2 separate regions of the Urocitellus parryii genome follow, and region 1 is linked to region 2. A link is a contact called in public Hi-C data. All regions are on one chromosome and are shown on one strand. The core of a region is the stretch at or near the end of the contact, and the rest is flanking DNA. Distances in the headings are between cores, read along the strand shown. Region 1 holds the start of Vcpkmt (valosin containing protein lysine methyltransferase). Region 2 holds the start of Arf6 (ARF GTPase 6).

The links. Hi-C and Micro-C count contacts between places; a contact is called where the count stands out from the background.
Region 1: a contact with region 2 is called in a Hi-C map of liver, with 5 times the contacts expected there. The contact joins the promoter of Vcpkmt here to the promoter of Arf6 in region 2. A contact is called at or near these places in 2 of 2 Hi-C or Micro-C datasets (liver and muscle).

What each region holds. Positions count from the first base shown.
Region 1 is chr6:60,356,269-60,360,476 of mUroPar1.hap1, reverse strand. Vcpkmt (valosin containing protein lysine methyltransferase) reads left to right here and starts at 1,257. Exons shown (of 6, transcript XM_077799852.1): 1 at 1,257-1,543; 2 at 1,639-1,749; 3 at 1,916-1,988; 4 at 3,241-3,360. The coding sequence starts at 1,278. Sos2 (SOS Ras/Rho guanine nucleotide exchange factor 2) reads left to right here. Exons shown (of 23, transcript XM_026391068.2): 23 at 1-752.
Region 2 is chr6:60,161,565-60,165,667 of mUroPar1.hap1, reverse strand. It overlaps Arf6 (ARF GTPase 6), which reads right to left and starts at 2,504. Exons shown (of 2, transcript XM_026391060.2): 1 at 2,334-2,504; 2 at 1-2,233. The coding sequence starts at 1,751. The coding sequence ends at 1,224.

The DNA of each region.
Region 1 (4,208 bases), core at 8-2,507, 200 kb before region 2:
TAGAATGCACTGTGTATATTATTTTGTCAAAATGTAAACAAAGAATACATAACCCAATTATAGAGGAAAAAAAGGGCATGTATTTCATTCAGATGTGCCTTTTGTTTTTGCAGAGTATGGCGTCTTTAGCTAATAAGTTGCCTATTGTTTTGGAAAACAAAGTTAATATGCCATGTATGTACAGTTTTGTTTATATTGTATATTTAAAGATAATGTTAATAACCTATATAAATTTAAATGACTTGAGGTCTATAATACAATCTGCTACTTTACTAATTCATAGGTTCAGAGGAAAAGTTCTTATGGCATAGGAACCAACTGCCTTGCCTTCAAAACCTAGTGACTTTCTCTATAAATCTTGTGTTAACTGAAATTTTTTAAAAATATTTTTTTAGATTGGTAATATTTAAACCAGCAAATACTTAATGCTTTATTAAACTTTTTAATCAGAAGTGGGTAAAACTTTTATTTGCCATTTGGATACCTTCTCTCAAAGTGATGAAAATTATGTTATGTGATAGGCTGTAGCAGTGGTTGTAAAGTAGCCAAAAGCCACGTTCTTTATTTACTGGTCTGTGGCCTTTTACTGTGCTTTGTATCAGAGTTCTTAACAAGATTAATAAATCACCTCAGTCTTAATTTTTAAAAGACTTTTTAAAAAATGTGTTTTCATTGTAAAGAACAAGGGGATATTAGAGTACTGTAGATATATGTATGCACACATTGAGTTATTTCATGCAACTTAAAACTACATAATCCCAAATAATTTATATGATGTAAATTTTAGAGGGATTAAAAAAATTTTTAACTGGTAAATGCAAGCTGCAAGTTTCCAGCAATCCTTTTTATGCATTCATACGGAAAAACTAGGAGCACACTTGGAAACTTCCTGAGAAAGATAATAGACACCTTTGGTAGGCTCTGGGAAGCTGCCTGGATTTAAGGTAACTACAGTATGAGTCAATCTCTAACCACGTAAAAATGCTCCAGTGTTTGCTTTGTTTTTTCACAGAGCGGATTATATTAGTTTTATCTCGGAAAGTGACTTAAACTAGCTGTTCCTTAAGCCAGGCGCGTTTTACAGGAGAAGGAAGGGAAAAGGGCGGTTAGTGCTGGGTTACGCCCAAGGTGCTGCAGCCTTCTGGGCTTTGTTGACTTGCGCACGCGCGAGGTGCCAAGTCCGCCACTAGGAGGCGCGGGCCCCTCTCAAGGCTTGGCCTGTGAGCGGCGCACAAATGAGTCGTCACTAAGCAAGCTGCACCCTTTAGCTGGCAGAGATGGCGGCTGCTGTGGATTCGGTGGTGGAGGATCCGCTGCGGAGCTTTGTGAGAGTTCTGGAGAAGCGGGATGGGACAGCCCTACGACTGCAGCAGTATGACTCCGGTGGTGTGGGTTGCGTTGTTTGGGACGCTGCCATTGTGCTCTCTAAATACTTGGAAACGCCGGGGTTTTCCGGAGACGGGGCCCATGTGTTGAGCCGGCGGTCGGTGCTGGAGTTGGGCTCAGGCACGGGGGCGGTGGGACTCATGGCTGCTACCCTCGGGTAAGAATTGAAGGGAGGGGACACCGCTTTGCTTTGAAACTCATATTGCCAGTTACCCACCATGTGCCTACCCCTCAATCAATGTTATTTTATAGGGCAGATGTTGTGGTCACCGATCTTGAGGAATTGCAAGACTTGCTGAAGATGAATATTAATATGAACAAACATCTTGTCACTGGTTCTGTTCAAGCCAAGGTACTGAAATGGTTTGTATGGCCTTTCAGCTTGTTTTAAAATAACAATTCATAGTTTGTTTTAAATTGCATCTCATTAAAGCCATGATAATACGAAATGAACTTATTGGCTCTTGCTTATAAAGCAAGAGTATTTTAAATTATTAACAGTTTAAAATACTTGTTTGACATTTTGAAGGGGGGAAGAAATAGAAGACTTTCCTTCTCCACCAGACTACATACTGATGGCTGACTGCATATACTACGAGGAGGTAAATGTTCAGTGAGTGAAATCTCTCTAATCTATTAACTGTTTTTTGTATTCTGAAACTACATTTCTTCACATTTTAACATCTCTGAATTCAGGATATTTGTCTATGGTTGATAGATGGTTGTAGCAAAAATAAAACAAAAGTCACAAGAGACTATGTATATACATTCATATATACCTACAAATCATGTTTAGAAGAGTGTTATATGCATTTTATTAGAGGCTTCTTCAAAAGTTTTAAAGGATTTTACCACTTGGATCTGTTATGAAAAGCTATGATAACCTTTTTTTTTAAAAAAAAAAAAAAAAGGGCTGGGGATGTGGCTCAAGCGGTAGTGCGTTTGCCTGGCATGCGTGCGGCCCGGGTTCGATCCTCAGCACCACATACCAACAAAGATGTTGTGTCCGCCAGAAACTAAAAAATAAATATTAAAAATTAAAAAAAAAAAAAAAAAACCTTTCTTGGGCGTGGCAGACATTAGGGGGCTGGAGATCAAATCCAGGGCCTTACACATGTGAGTGCTCTACTACTGAGCTACATCCCCAGCCCTAAAATCACCCCTTAGCCTCCCACCCCTGCCCTTAGTTGTTCCCAATGAAATGTTTAACCAGGAGAATTAAGTTGCATTTTTTAAAAAATTCATGGTTTTGTGGCAAGATTTACTAGACCAAATATTTTTCTTTTCTTTTTTTGGAACTAGGGATTGAACTAAGGGGCACATGACCAACTAAGCCATATTCCCAGCCCTATTTTGTATTTTATTTAGAGACAGGGTCTCATTGAGTTGCTTAGCTCCTTGCTATTGCTGAGGCTGGCTTTGAACCCAGGATCCTTTTGTCTCAATCTCCCAAACTGCTGGGATTACAGGCATATGCCACTGCAATATTTTTCTTTAAATATTGGTGTATGATAGCATTGTGGGTATCATTTATATTTAAAATAATGAGCATTGAGCCAACCCATGTTCAAGTTAAGTTGATGGACTTTATTTTATTCATTTATTTTGATGCGGTGCTGAGAATCGAACCCAGTGCCTCATACATGCTAAGCAAGTGCTCTACCACTGAGCCACCACCCAGGCCAATAATTAATTATTAAGAGGAGTTTACCAATCATTGTTAGAAAACGTTAACTACATGTACTTTGTTGTATTGATTAAAAAATGAATAATAGGGGAATTAATCCTTTTACTTCCCTAACCTCCTCTTAATAGAAAATTTTTGAAGTCATGAAATACGTTTTTCTATTATAGTCTTTGGAACCATTGCTGAAAACACTGAAAGATCTCAGTGGATCTGAAACTTGTATCATATGTTGCTATGAACAACGTACAATGGGGAAAAATCCAGAAATTGAGAAAAAATATTTTGAGGTAAGGACTATAAAAGATCTATCTTTGTAGTGAGTACCCTTCAGGGAGGCTATATGTGACTAATCTAGTATTTTATGGCAATTTTGGAGGTTTGGACAATCTGTTTGTATGAATCCAGCCAGTAGGGAACTCTTTAAAATCCACTATTCCACAAAGCCTACCCCCATTTTCTATTCTCATCCTTTATTTTTTGTCTAATTAGTTGATACTGTATCTACAGAACCGTGTAAAATAATAATGGTGACACTGTCTTTTCTGAGAAAGTTCTTAATATTTCTTAATTGTTGGCTTTGGGGAACATATCAGTGATACATATATTGCTTTTAGAGAATTCATGATAGAGGGGCTGGGGTTGTGGCTCAGTGGTAGAGTGCTCGCCTAGCATGCATGAGGCACTGGGTTCCATCCTCAGCACCATATTAAAATAAAGATATTGTGTGCACCTAAAACTTAAGAATAAATATTTTTAAAAAGAGAATTCATGATAGAAATGAGGAGGTGATAAATTTGTACTTCTCTGTTTTTCTCTACATTTTTATGAAACCTCTGACCTACATACCTGTTTTTAGGGACTTAATTAATAGTCAGAAAGATTCACAGGAAGTTGCAAATGTAATACATAGCTATTTTTGGTACAGGGGATTGAACTCAGGGGCACTCAACCACTGAGCCACATCCACAGCCCTGTTATGTATTTTATTTAGAGATAGGGTCTCATTGAGCCGCTTAACCTGTTGCCATTGCTGAGGCTGGTTTTGAACTTGTTGAGATCCTCCTGTATTGGTCTCCTGAGATTACAGGCATGCCCCACCGCACCCAGTACATAACATCTTATGTATCTTTTACTC
Region 2 (4,103 bases), core at 1,255-3,754:
TATTTGCATGAGTTAATCCTACAATCAAGCAAAATTAAATACCTTTTTTAATAAATTTTTTTCCAGTGTTCTAATTAATGGAGATGTGGATCACTCATCTACAAAAAATGACTTATATTTTCAGCTTAATCAGTTGCTGTAATATGAAAACAGGAAGATGTATTTTCCCAGCTAGGTAAAAGGTGCATGTAGTTTGAATTGTTAAATGATTTATATTTAACAAAGTTAACTTTTTAGTAATTTTAAAACTACTGGTCTTAAAGACGTTTGAAAGGTAAAAGCATATATTCCAGTTTTGCCCAAAAGTCACTTAAAATATCTACAAATATCTCATCTGTGTGTGGCATACACCATTATTGCTCCACTTTCTGGAAAGAGTCTATTTTTTAAATAAAGAGGGAAAACAGCAAAATTGCTGACTTTGCAGTGAAAAAAATTTGCATCCTTGACAGGTTACACTTTCATACTTTTTGTAGCATAAGTTAGTTATATTAAGAAGAACTTGGGTTTTATTCCTACTCATGCATGATGTATGTTTCAGAACTTAATAGCTGACATTTCAAAGAACTTCTTACATTACCTGTTTAACATACTGATGTGCAACTGGAACATATTACAATGATATTACTCATTATTTGCCACTGTGGGCTGTTTACCATACTGGTCTCAGATAAAAGGTCACATTTGAAATTACTAAGTTAAAGTTAGAACTAATGGGGGGGGCTTAAATATAAAAGACAAAACGGCAGTTTGATTAAGCAATAATTTTCAGTTTACTAGATGAAAACAGACTTGCAACATAGTCTGCATGAATGCAAAATAAGCCATCTACAGCAAGTGATGAGGAATTGGGCAAAAAGGAAAAAAGCATACATTGGGGAAAAAAAGATTCTCTAGAAATAAAAAAATCAAACCATTATTATGAAGGACTTTACCAAGAACTGCTATATTTCCCCCACCCCATTTGCTGGAAGTCAACAAGAGCATCTAGCACTGTGTTCATGTCAAATGTCGGATCAGAGCATCCTAACGCAAAGCAAAAAGAGGGGAAAAAAAAGGAAAAAAGAAAATCCCCAAACCGCCCCCCCCAACCGTAGAACAGTAACTCCAGAGTTCAAATTCAAAAGAAAAAGTGGCAATTGAAGGAGGTGAAGATGGTGGCAATAATCCTATGAATGGGTTTTTGATTTCTCTCCTTCGGGGGGATGGGTGAAGAATGCTCATTAGGATTTGTAGTTAGAGGTTAACCATGTGAGCCCCTCATAGAGTCCGTCCCCTGAGGTGGCACAGGAGGGCTGCACATACCAGTTCCTGTCCCGAATCCGGGTCAGGCCCAGTTTCTCCTGGATCTCGTGGGGTTTCATGGCATCAGGCAGGTCCTGCTTGTTGGCGAAGATGAGGATTATGGCGTCCCTCATCTCCCGGTCATTGATAATGCGGTGCAGCTCCTGGCGAGCCTCGTCGATGCGGTCGCGGTCGGCGCAGTCCACTACGAAGATCAGACCCTGGGTCCCGGTGTAGTAATGCCGCCAGAGCGGCCGGATCTTGTCCTGGCCGCCCACATCCCACACGTTGAACTTGACGTTTTTGTAAGTCACGGTCTCCACGTTGAAACCCACGGTGGGAATGGTGGTCACCGACTGGCCCAGCTTCAACTTGTACAGGATTGTTGTCTTGCCCGCCGCGTCCAGGCCCAACATGAGGATCCGCATTTCCTTGTTCCCGAAGATTTTGGATAGCACCTTCCCCATCGCGTCGGAGGAGCCGGGGCCGGGGGCATTCAGGTGTCCCGGGTCCCCTCTGCCAACAACGCCGCCGCCGCCGCGAAACTGAAACGAAGGCTCCCCGCCGCGAGGGCGCTCGAGCGGCCTGCGTGGAAGTAGCCTCCTAGGGGCAGGGCCCGGGCCTGCGGCTCACTCGGGCATCGCCGGCCGCACAACTTGAAACCTCCAGTCGCTGCCGCCGGGGCCCTGAGTCTGCGTTGGGAGAGCCGCCGCCCTGCTGAGGCGCGGCCCGGCCCGGAACTGCCCTTCCCCCCGCAGGCGCCGCGCGAGCGCCGCCGCGGTTCCCGCTCCTCCGCCTTCTTCTCACCCAACCGCGGGAGACTGCGGCCCCCTGGCCCGCCCGCTGGTCCGCGAGCACCGGGCTCACCACCGACCCAAGCCACCCGTGAGGGAGCGCGGTTCCGGCGCTCCGTCAGGTCATTGATCCTCACAGGAACTCGGTGCAGAGCCTGCAGAGACACAGAGAGGGAGAAAGGAGTTACCGCCGGAGTTTCAGAGGGGAACGGAGGCCAAGGCGAGTCGCCTTTCCAGCTTGGCCCGGGAGGTTACCTCCAGCCGCCGCCCCAAGCGCGCGCTCCCTCCGGCCTCCACCTCCTCCTCCCAGTTCTGCCGCCGCCGCTGCCGGAAAAGGCGCCGAGAAAACCGCCTCACTTCCCCTCCCGACCACGCAGGCGCAGCAGAGGCCGACCGTTCGGACAAGAGCGACCTCTGTAAGGGAAGTAGCCTGCGCGCCTAGCGTCAGAGGCGCCACGCGCCGGAGGGGGCGGAGCTACGGTGGCTCGAAAGGCTAGCTGGTGCGGCCCTCGTGGAACGGCGCGTGTAGGACTCAACGGCCCTGCCCGCGCCCACCTGTCGCTCATCTAGAGTCTCCTTTCCTGACTGATTTTTCTCCGGGCTCCCCGACTCTACCCGGACCACAGTTGTAAATCCATTAGGTTGGGGGTCTACAGTGTGAGCGCGCAGCCGAGCTACTTCCAGACCTGATCCCAGACCTCTGTGCCTGCCAGAAGCTGCGCCTGTTCCCTCCTAGTCGCCCCAGACTTCGCGCGCAGTCAGTCTCCCCAGCGAAGCCCTGTTCGCTGTTTTTTCCTTTTCCCCTAACCCCTTCTTGGTTTCCTTCCCTGAGTTCTGTGTGTTTCCTGTAAGACACGTGGGAGACGAGTGTTCCGTGTGGAATCTGCGAAAGCAGCAGCGCTTTTACTGGGCTGGGGTTTGCCTTGAAGCTTCACTTCAGTGATCTTATGTAGTGTCTCGTTAGAACGAACTCACGTTTCTTAAAAATTAGGGTATTTTCAAGAGTTCCCTTGATACAGTACCTTACTGCTTTCAACTTCGAAAAAACGCGAGTACTCTTCATAAATACCACCTTCCCTTGGTGTGGTCAGTAGTAGCTTCTCACACTCCAGCTCATTCTTAAGCCTTAACAGTATTGTTACAAGATTTAGAATCAGAATGACTACTTCTACAGCCTGGATCGCCTGTGTAAACTGACTTTGGTTACTCCACTTGAGGATTAACTAATAAAATGTATGTGGAAGACTTTAGGAAAACTTTTTATATCAAGTGGTAGTGATAAAGTTAAAATAAGGTGAAAGTTAAATATCAAGAGGAGAAAAAACAAGAAATAAGGGTTTTTTTTAAGGAAGTTTTTTTAACAGCATATGATAGTGTTCTTATTTCACAATTTAAGAAAATTCAATAATAGTAGATAATGTTAAATGGTAGATAGGTTAGCCTTGTAAACTTCACCTTGAAATAAACTTATTAAATTTATTACTAATATTCTAATTACGACCTAATTTCCTTTCCATCGGCCCTAAAATGCACTGTTATAAAACTGAAAAAAAATGGTTGGGATTTAGAAGATTAAAATTTAGGTGTTACTCCTTTATTTTCTAAATGTGAATCCATATGTTTTCATCTTTGTACACTTCCTTTTCTTGACTGTAAAATCAGATGAAGAATATTATCACCATGAAAGTAGTCACCATTTATTTTAAGTCTTATGGCAAATACTGAACTAAATTGTTTGATGTATTTTAATCTTTACAGCAACCATATGAAGTTGCTTCAAGTATTAACATTTACAACATGAGAAAACTGAGGGTTAGCCAGTAATCTGAAGGTCATGGAACTGGGATTAAATCTATGACCTATCCTCTTAACCTCAAAATTATGCTGCCTCCCGTTTGCCTCACAGTTGTTTTGAGGCTCATTAACAGTATTTCCTAAAATGCTTTATAACTATAAAGTATCATTAGCAATTATTATATTTGGGGGAAGATTTTTTGGATAAATGACGATAATAGATAATAGGTT